Regions from separate parts of the Pogona vitticeps genome. Here region 2 is linked to region 1. A link is a contact called in public Hi-C data. All regions are on one chromosome and are shown on one strand. Each heading gives the region's core, a stretch centred on a gene start, on an enhancer-like site or on the middle of the called end of the contact. The rest is flanking DNA. Distances are from core to core; before and after follow the strand shown. Region 1 holds the start of GOLGA5 (golgin A5). Region 2 holds the start of LYSET (lysosomal enzyme trafficking factor).

Region 1 (4,644 bases), core at 1,377-3,876:
AGGCGTGGAGGCCATTGGTTCGGCCGCAAAAAACACAAAGAAAGGCCCGCCCCTATTGGACAAGGACGCTGATCCCTAGGGACAGAGGTCGTCCAGCGGAGAGTGCGTTGCATGTTGGGAATTGGAGGCCGAGGGTTCAGAACAGGCGAAGTGGGAAAGGAGTGGAGAGACCCTTTGAATGACATTGGATAGACGCATTTTTTTGGGGGGGGAATCCTGTGCATGTTCCCTCAGAAGTAGTGGGTCCCTCTGATTTGACTGGAACTACCTCTCTAAAATGAAATTACCTGAGAGTAAGGCGCACTGAATTTAGTGGGGTTTATATCTAGAAGATAAGTGTGTGATTGCATTTAGACTTATAGACAAGACTTATTAGTAATAAATTATTACTAAAGCATCCAAGCCCAAGAATAATTATTGGGATTTTTTAGGATATAAAAACTCTCATATACATTGTTATTATTGTTTGGTAGTGTACAATTGACTTTGTCACAGACATACTTAGCTTCTTTCTTGAATCTTTCAAAAGGACTGAAAGGTCTCAGCCAGTGTCCTCTGCTGGATAAAAACTGAAACTCCAGCTAAATTTGAGACAGACTTTCAAGTACAGTACACAGTACTGTAATCTCTCCCACTGTAAGGTTTTCTTCTAACCTTAACTAATCAATGCAGTTTGTTAAAATCCCTATCTCCTGATATATCCCGATTCAACATTTTAATAGAATGATCACCTGATAAAATAAGTATTAATAAGTAAAAAATTAATGGGACAAAATATCTTACAACCTGTTCTCTCAGACTCAAAACAAGCTGTATGAACTGAAGGAAATCTAAATCTTTCCAAACTGACTTCAGAATTTTCTCCGTGTTCAGACAAACAACCATTTAAGAAGGCTGAAAATAATAATTATGTGCCGTCAAGTCAATTCTAATTTATGAATTATGTCTATTTTCAGGGTTTTGCAGGTAAAAAAAATACTCAGAGATGGCTTCCGATTTCCTTCTTCTGGGGCCATCCTGGGACTGAGCAGCTTGGCCAAGGCCACACAGGCTGGCTCTACTCATAGGAGGCACAGTGGGGAATTGAACTCACAAACCTTGGCTCTGCAACCAGAAACTTAACTCTCTGGGCTATCCAGCCAGCTAAGAAGGTTGCTGTCTTCAACCTTTCCCAGCGTTGTTGTCTTTTTCAGAGAATCATGTCTTCTCATGGTGCACCCGAAGTAGGACAACCACAGTTTCACCATTTTTGTCTCCAGCGATAGACAATTTTGGTTCAATTTGATCTAGCACATACACTGTACAGTACTTTGAAGACCCTAGTATGGTCACCATAGGTTGGATGCAATTTTATTTATTGTTTATTAATGTCACATTTATCCCGAATGAGATTTAAGAATTTACTCATCATGTAATCCTGTAATTTCCACTGAAAAGTAAATTCTGTTTCTTCTGAGGTGGAACAGCAAATGCTGCCACCTAATACCCAGTGTCACAGAGCATATGTTGGCTCTATGATTTGGGCATGTGGGACAGAAAATGGTTAAATGGCTGGGCTGGGGTTTTGGAGATCCAGGTGCAGGTCACTAAGTGAACCATGAAATTCATTTAAGGATCATGGGCCAGGCACTCCCTTTCAGTTTGATCTGCCTCACAAGATTGTACTGAGGATCAAATGACAAAGAGCTAGGTACACCAACCTGTTGGAAGAAAAGGAAGTTAGAAATATAATTAATGACTGAATAAAATCATATGACCACCTATTTCTTAACTTATTTTATTTATTTATTTATTTAATTTCTATGCCACCCAATCTACCCAGAGGTCTCTTAAGGCTTGGATCCTATATGCCTGACAAGTGTGTAGCCCCAGTGGTAATGAAACTTAATTCTGAATACACATAGATGTGTATTCATATACTGTATAGGTTTGCATGTTAGATATATAACAGTGCTGGCAAAAGGAGTTCACCTGGAAAATCTGAATATAAAGTAAATCCCATAGACTTAAATTGGCCTTAGTTCCAGGTGAATTGAGAATTACATCGTATTTGGGAATTAAGCCCAGCTGAATTAAATAAGACTTCGTTTTCAGAGCAAATGATACCGTTTAATGGCTTGGATAAGTTACTTTTTGGATTACAACTCCGACGTTACTGGCTGGGATATTCTGGGAGTCGTAGTCACGGAAGTAACTTTTCTGAACATTGCAGTAGAACAGTTCAGAAAGGAAAGCTCGGCCACAGAGACTGGCGAAACGTTAGGAAGAACCACCTTCAGAACACGGCCAAAGAGCCCGAAAACTCCACAACAACCGAAAGCTCAAAAGTTTATCCTGAAAACAAGAGGGGGGGAAAAAACCCGACAAATGTGTCACTGAACATTACACCCTTCGCCTCGAAGTGGAAGTAGAAAATAATTTCGTTTTAAAAGCGGAAATGCAAAGGTGGCGATCACAAGCCCACTTCCGTTCTAAAATAGATCTAGTTCTTCTCTCCTGCTAACGAACTGGAGATATAGAAAGTCCGCTAGCAGTCTGGTTTACTTTCCTCTGCGGCCAACATGACTCTACTTTTCTATCTCTACGCTCTTCCAGAGTTACCTTTAAGGAGCTTTGGTGGTTTGCGCATGCGCGTTTGTTTCTTTTCCGCACAGGTTGCGCTCACGCCGGCACCGCTGGGTCCTTGTGCTCGCGGATTAGTGGCCACGTCTCCCGGAAGATGGATCCGGTTCGCCTTTCCTAGCCTGCGGCCTGGCAATTGTGCCCGGCGCTCTTTGTCTCACTGCGTCCTTCTTTTCCTCCTTTTGGGCCCGATCTGGACTCTTGGCTTTCGAGGTCGGGGCAGGGGCGGAGACAAACTGGAGCTGAAGGTGAGTAGCGGCCTAAAAAGGACCGGGTGAAGGAGATTGCGGTGGAAAATCATAAAGAGCAGGAGAGACATGGTGGAGCTAAATGTAACTTCTTGATCCCTAGTGATGGTGGTGATCTCTAGTCCTCAGTTTTGTACAGCGCCTGGCACCTAGAGGGGTGATTCTTCCCTCTTTTCTGGCAACAGGTTCTTGTGACAGGTCGTGATTCAGCAGGTGAAGCTTTTTCTCATCGGGGGACAGCGGTAAGATGTACTTTCCCTGGAAGCCTTACTTTTTCTGTAGCTGGAAAAGGCAAGGGAGCCTACCCACACAAAAAGGTGGCAACTCTACAACGGGCCTGATACTGTCACTAATAATAACTATTACAGACGAAAGTGGTCATTTTGCACAGAAGAGGAAATGCAGAGAGGGATTTAAAAGCGCTGGTGATCTTTAAAAATAGAAATTAGGCTGGCCTGTAAAACCTAGATCAGTAAGGGCTAAAGAGAATAGGCACACTTCCAGAGTATTGCAGACTGGCTGATGACAGAAATATGCACAGTTGGTGAATGCTTAGGTCAGTATGTAAGGTTCATGCACCAGCCATTTGACACACCCACATGTTTTGCCCCCCCCCCAAAACAGGGCATGATCTTCCAGTGTTATCAGAAAATCTACCCACAGTGACATAGATATGCCCAGGGTGCAATTTTTTAAAATAATGGTGTCAGGCATTCTCTGTTTAAACATGATCCTGGCATGCTAATCTGTGCCGGTATATCCAGCAAAATCCAAAGAATATTTGCCTGACAGTGAGTTTATGGAGTGTGTTTTTCCTCCAGCAGCACAGCTGCATCTATCCATTGGAGTGCCTTTGTCCAAATGTGGAGCACAAGCAATGTGGTTCCTGATAGTAGAGAGAAATAGCTGCTGTGATTTGGTTTCTGGTACACCCATTTGCTTAAGATGACAGGATCAAGCTGACTCCATCTATTGACCAGGAAAGGTGGAGTATCAAGGCTGCCTTCCTTGAAGAAAGAACTCTCCTCCAACTGTCAGTTGACCTGAGGCTGCAGAGCTGTATCCCCCCAAAGGCCACCGGGAAGCCACTGCCTCCCAGTAAGATATCAGTCATAGTGAAGGCCTAGTCTCCTATTTGACAGAGAATAATCACCTACAGGAAGCTGCCCATGCCATAAAGATCCTTCTCCTCTGCTTACCTGAATTTGCTTCCTTTCTTTTCCCCTCTTCAGTACCTTTTCCTTTGCTATTATTTCAATTATTGTAATTGTTTTCCTCTTCCCTTTCCAAGACCCTTTCTTTCAACTATAACAAATTTCTCAAAGCAGATGGAAGATCAGAAACTACAATGAACTAATTGTGTGAAATAGATTTCTGTAATTTCTAGGTATATAGCAGCTTGAAGATATGAGCTTCTGCCTATTTATTTTCAGAATATGTTATTTTCAAAACAATAAAGAATCTATTGGCATCTAAAAAGGCAGTGTTTTATCTGGCATAAACTTTTATGAACTACAGCTTACTTCATCAGCTGCAGATGTTGGAATGAGGTGTAAGCAACACAAACTTATGCCAAATAAAATTTGTAGTCCTATAGATGCTGTAATACCCATTGTTGTAAATGTTGTAAATAATCTGTATTCATATTCTTGTCTGTGTGTTGTTAGAGTCAAATAGATGGCACTGTCATTTATAAATATGTAATCATTGTTGTGCCTAGTTCTTCCTTGGGAGAATTTATTCTAACAGTTTAACCTATTGTTCTACTCAGCTT
Region 2 (4,944 bases), core at 2,406-4,905, 290 kb after region 1:
TGAACCACTCCCTAAACTCACATCCTTAACAAACTCTACTAGGGTCACTATAAGTTGGAAGTGAATTGTTAGCAAATAATATCAAGCTCAAGAGAACCAAGGCAATTAGCTCTGAACAGCAAGAAGTATCTATCTGGGACTTTTTACTGGAGATTCATTCCACTTTTCAATCTTATTCCAATTCACCTACAGAAAAGCTAAGACCAGAAATCTAGATCTTAAAATCAATCACAAGTTGTTGGTTTTCTTAAATGTCTAACACTTATGATATTATTTGTCAGTCTGGTATTGTGCACCACCTAGTGGGCTTTGTTAGAATTCAGAACAAGTATGGGAGAAAGATTGTTTTTTTTAGCTTAAATTCACTACCCAGATGGTTTTAATTCACACTAGTTTCGTTTTTATTTTTAAAATAATCATTATATTTGATTTTTTTAGTGTTTTAATTTTACCATGGTGTAACCACCTTGCAGCCGGATGGGCGGTATAGAGGTCAAACAAACAAACAAACAAACAAACTCCTAAGGAACTTCAGAATGTCCGGGGAGGTGGAGAGATAGGAAGTTTTTAATTAAGTTAAATTAAAGATTAATATTGCTAATGATGTCATCGGCATTTATTACACACAGCACCACCAACAGCATTTCAGTCAGTATGCTGTTAATTTGCTGACAGCACCACATAAGACAGTGACTGGAAGTAGACTTGAAAATGGTGAGTTCCAGCAGCAGGCAAAATTGTTTAACATTTAATCGCCTTTAATATTATTTTTAAACTGCATATTTAATATGCTAATTTATGTATCTGCCAACTTCTTCCCATCATTTTGTAAGCTGCTTTGGATTCCTGAATGGAGAAAAAGTTGGGATGTTAATAAAATGAAATAATACATAAATAAAATAACATCGCTATGTATAACAATGAAAAAATGGTAATAAAATATCATTTAAAAAGTCACATCATGAGTTGACTGACTGATGTGATATGTTTTCTAGTTACTTTTCAGTTACTTTTAAATTATATTTTAGAAGGGTTTTTAGTGAATGTTTTCAAGTGTTAGGCCACTTTAACATTTTGAAAGGATTTTTTTAAAAAAAGTTAACAGTACATTATAAACAATGTTGGGGGGGGGCAACATTAGTACTTGTGAATTAGGGTTCTGTGTTGAATTATAAAATAACTGCCTTTAAAAAGTAACCTCCCCAAACTCTGCTCTAGAATAAGAATAAATTAGGTTACTGCTGAGCCAAGAGGCCATCTTTCCAGCCAGTAAGGCTATATGGTTATTTATTTATTTTCTAGTTTTGCAGTTCCTCTTTCTTGCAAACAAAAGGACTCAAGAAAGATGAGAACAAAATAAAGTACATCATGCCAGAATTTAAAACACTGCATCATTTTATACTATATTCTTATTTATTCTTATTAATGCAAATTACTATGATTAATATTGCTAATAAGTTTCTTATTAATGTTTAAATTGATGGCTTGTGTATAAAACGCAGAAAGTCATCAAATAAAAAATTTCATGGGTGAGTGGGCTGAGCTGTATATTTGCTATGTTTTGAATATTCTAATAAGAGTATCAGCACCTTGTAACACCGACATTCTTGGCTTAATTAAGGATACTGAGAATGCTCAGAAGAAAAATTACTGTGACTCAGGTAAAGAAAGGCTGGGACTAAACAAAGAGAACAATCATGACTAGACATGGAGACAAATAAAAAAAAACAAATTGTAATATTCGTAAGAAATTTCTGATTCTTCGACTATTCGTTGCTTCAGAATCATCCATTTCGGAGATTCCCGACAAATCCGAAGGGATTAATATTTACATTTTTTAAATTCGTCCTTATAGCTAGAGAGGGAAGGCTAGGCTAGACTGCCCTGTCTGCCTAGGGCAGAGCACTCATCAGCAGGCCCATAGGCAGATAGGAAAGGCCTAGGCTGCCAGAATGGAAGCCGCCACCATCATCTGCAAAGATGGCAGTGGTGGTGACAGCAGTGGCAGAAGAGGCAGCAGGACCAGGTAGGAAGGTGATGGGGGCACTGGGAAGGGGGCAGCCTGTGGGGGTGGGCGGGGGATCAGATTTGTTTTTAAAGCTGTCTAAAGAAAAAACAAGCACCAACAAACTGATTTGAGGTCCATTAGTAAAACGTTAGTAAATTCATGGTTTGTCAACCTTGACGAACCACAAACCAAAAACAAATTGCCATTTTGGCAGTTTGTCCCAATCTCTAATCATGACACTTTCTGCTCAAAGATGACTACAGAAAATAAGGCAGGGTGCCATAGCAATAATTTAGCAATTTATGTTTCTCCCGCCCCCAAATTGAAGCATTTGAACAGCATTTTGAAGAAATGCTATATAGTTAAGTAATTCTTCAACTCTTCAATTTCTATAGGCTAAGCCGCTGTGGGCTTCTACGTTTTTCATGCCAAACAACTCAAGCAACTGTGACTTGTTTCCTTCTGCAAAAGGACTTGGAGGCATGCCCATGGGTGGTTTTGTGATGTCATAGACAGTTGGGGTGGGATGTTTATGGACTTCAGGGACACAATCCTAGTGTCCCTGAAAATTCTTTTAAGAAACAAGTGTAGTGCCGAGTCATTGGTTTAGCAGTAGATCACCTCCTTGCAGAAAATAAAAATTGCTCCATATTAGAAACACAAATGAAATAACTGTACAGAAAGGCTAATGGCTGTGATTGTTGTTGTTCTGTGTCATCTGGCTGCTTCCAACTATGTATTATGAAGTCAAAACCAACTGATAGCCACCCTAAACTGGCTGGATAACTCAGTGGTTTAAGTAAGCCAGAGGTCGGGAGTTTGATTCACCAGGGTGCTTCCTGTCAGTAGATCTGTTACTGGCCAAATCTGAATTCAGGTTAGACCAGTGCTGGGTTCGAGTTCTCTGGCAACGATCCAGCCTGTGTAGCTGTGGGCAAAGCTGCACAGTGCCAGGGCTGCTTCAGAAAAAGGCAACGGTAAACCAGTTCCGAGTACTGTACTCTCTACCTGGAAAACCCTGAAAAAGGGTCGGGTGAGTCAAAATTCACTTGATGGCACGGGATTATATTAAATTGACAGGGCTTCCAGATTAGCAAATCTTAACGAGATTTTCTGAGGCCTGTGAAATATAATTAGATGGTTTTATAAGCAAACAAGCAAGCCTATTTCCCCACTTGAGGCAGTCACTGGAATTGCAGGGTGTAAAAAAGGAGCTAACACTTAACGCTACAAAATAATGGCTCGAATAATTATGGAAATAATTCCAGCCACGAAGTCTATTGCATAATCTTGCGCGTCTGCCTAGCCTACCTCGTAGGGTTGTTGGGAAATATAACAATAAAAAAGCACGGGAAGATCCCTGGACGACTTCGCCCGGGACTCAGGGCGGGGTATACAGGCCACCCTCAACCAAAGAGCCCCCACGGCTGCCCAGAGGGAGCTGCTGTCGCTGTTAGTCTTCTAACACGAGGGTGAGCAGGAGAGTCTCTAGATTTACACAGAAGCTTAAAGCAGCTCGTGACCAGGGCAGAGGGCGTTCCTCCCCCCTGGTTTTGAAACGTGACCCGGAAGTCTATGCTGCAGACAAAAACTACCCCCTCTATCATGAGGCATGATTTCGTGCTTCATTCGACAAATGAGGTTTCGCCCGGGCGGGCGCGCGCGCTACCCGGAAGCAGAGCTGAGCGAAGGCGGATCTCGGGCGAGCGACGGAAGGGATGGCCGGGCCCTGGCGCTGGAGGGACCCAGAGAGTGCCTCGAGACGCGAGGGAGCCGCTCTGCCCTCCTCTCGGCCCGGGGCAGCGGGGTGACGATGTGACTGGGCCGCCCGTCCCGTCCCGTCCGTGCCTGGCCTTCCTTTCTCTGCCCCATACCTTGTTCCCCGACAGAGGAAGGTGAGGATTGGGAAGGAGAACTGCTTTGGAAGTGCATCGTTGCTGGGGAGGGAAAAAGAAGGTGGGCTGGTTCCCCCTCCTTGCTGATATAGGAGCCTCCTGGGGGGCAGCTGCTCTCCCTGGGAGGGTGCGCTTGCTTAGCAGCTTAAAGAAAAAGTGCACAAAATTGGGCTGGGGACGGCCTTCCCCTTCTCATGTAACCAGACCCCCCAAAAAAACAAAGACTTCGGGGAGAGTCTGTGGTGCTCGTGGGAAATGCACTCTGCATATGCTTAGGAGTGCTCCCGTTCGTGTGTCCCAAAATGAAATCCAGCTGTTAAAAAGCCGGGGTCCAGCCCTCTCTTAAATCAGGCCTGAGAGGAAGGAAAGGTTAAAAAAAAATAAGGGCGGTGAAGTGTCTGGCTGTCCTGTATAGGCTCCGTCTGGAAGTTGTATTCTCGACTTGGTGAACTGATAGGACCTCCGGATCTTCGCTTGTTGGCAGGTACTTTGACTCTTGCATCTTCTGTGGACGGGTGCTGAACATCAATCTCTGCAATGCCAGATAGAGCAACTTGTTTTGTGTTGTGTTGGTGAACGGTTCTGTGTGCCTTCCCTTGAAGATATAGTTGCCAGTAGATTGGGATACTGTATGTATTTGGAAAATGTTTAGACCAATACTGTGTTGTAATCCACCTACTGCAGATTTGGTGGGGTGGGGTTCTTAGCAACAGGAGAGGCTGACCCTTCTCACAAATGTGCGTACTGGAACTCTTGCCATTTGAAACCTTGTCCAGTTTCTAGTTGGCTGCCCTGCGTGTGCTAGTTGATGGGATTCTTGGCTGTAGAACAAAATCAAGTGCTATATGCCATCTCGAAGACTTAACAGATTTCGTTAGTGTGAGTTCTTGTGGATTACAGTACACTTCCTCAGACACTTTGTAAAGATGCCATATGTGTTTTGTTTTATTTTACCTGGTGAGATAGACTGACAGAGCTAATTCTTTGAAAATGTCACAGTGAGAGTCTTACAATCATCTAGCAAGGAATGTCACATTGTTG

Evidence for each region. Hi-C and Micro-C count contacts between places; a contact is called where the count stands out from the background.
Region 2: a contact with region 1 is called in a Hi-C map of blood, with 3 times the contacts expected there. The contact joins the promoter of LYSET here to the promoter of GOLGA5 in region 1. A contact is called at or near these places in 2 of 2 Hi-C or Micro-C datasets (blood and muscle).

The regions. Positions count from the first base shown.
Region 1 is chr1:331,668,199-331,672,842 of PviZW2.1, forward strand. It overlaps GOLGA5 (golgin A5), which reads left to right and starts at 2,627. Exons shown (of 13, transcript XM_020802214.3): 1 at 2,627-2,870.
Region 2 is chr1:331,955,959-331,960,902 of PviZW2.1, forward strand. It overlaps LYSET (lysosomal enzyme trafficking factor), which reads left to right and starts at 3,656. Exons shown (of 2, transcript XM_072986595.2): 1 at 3,656-3,903.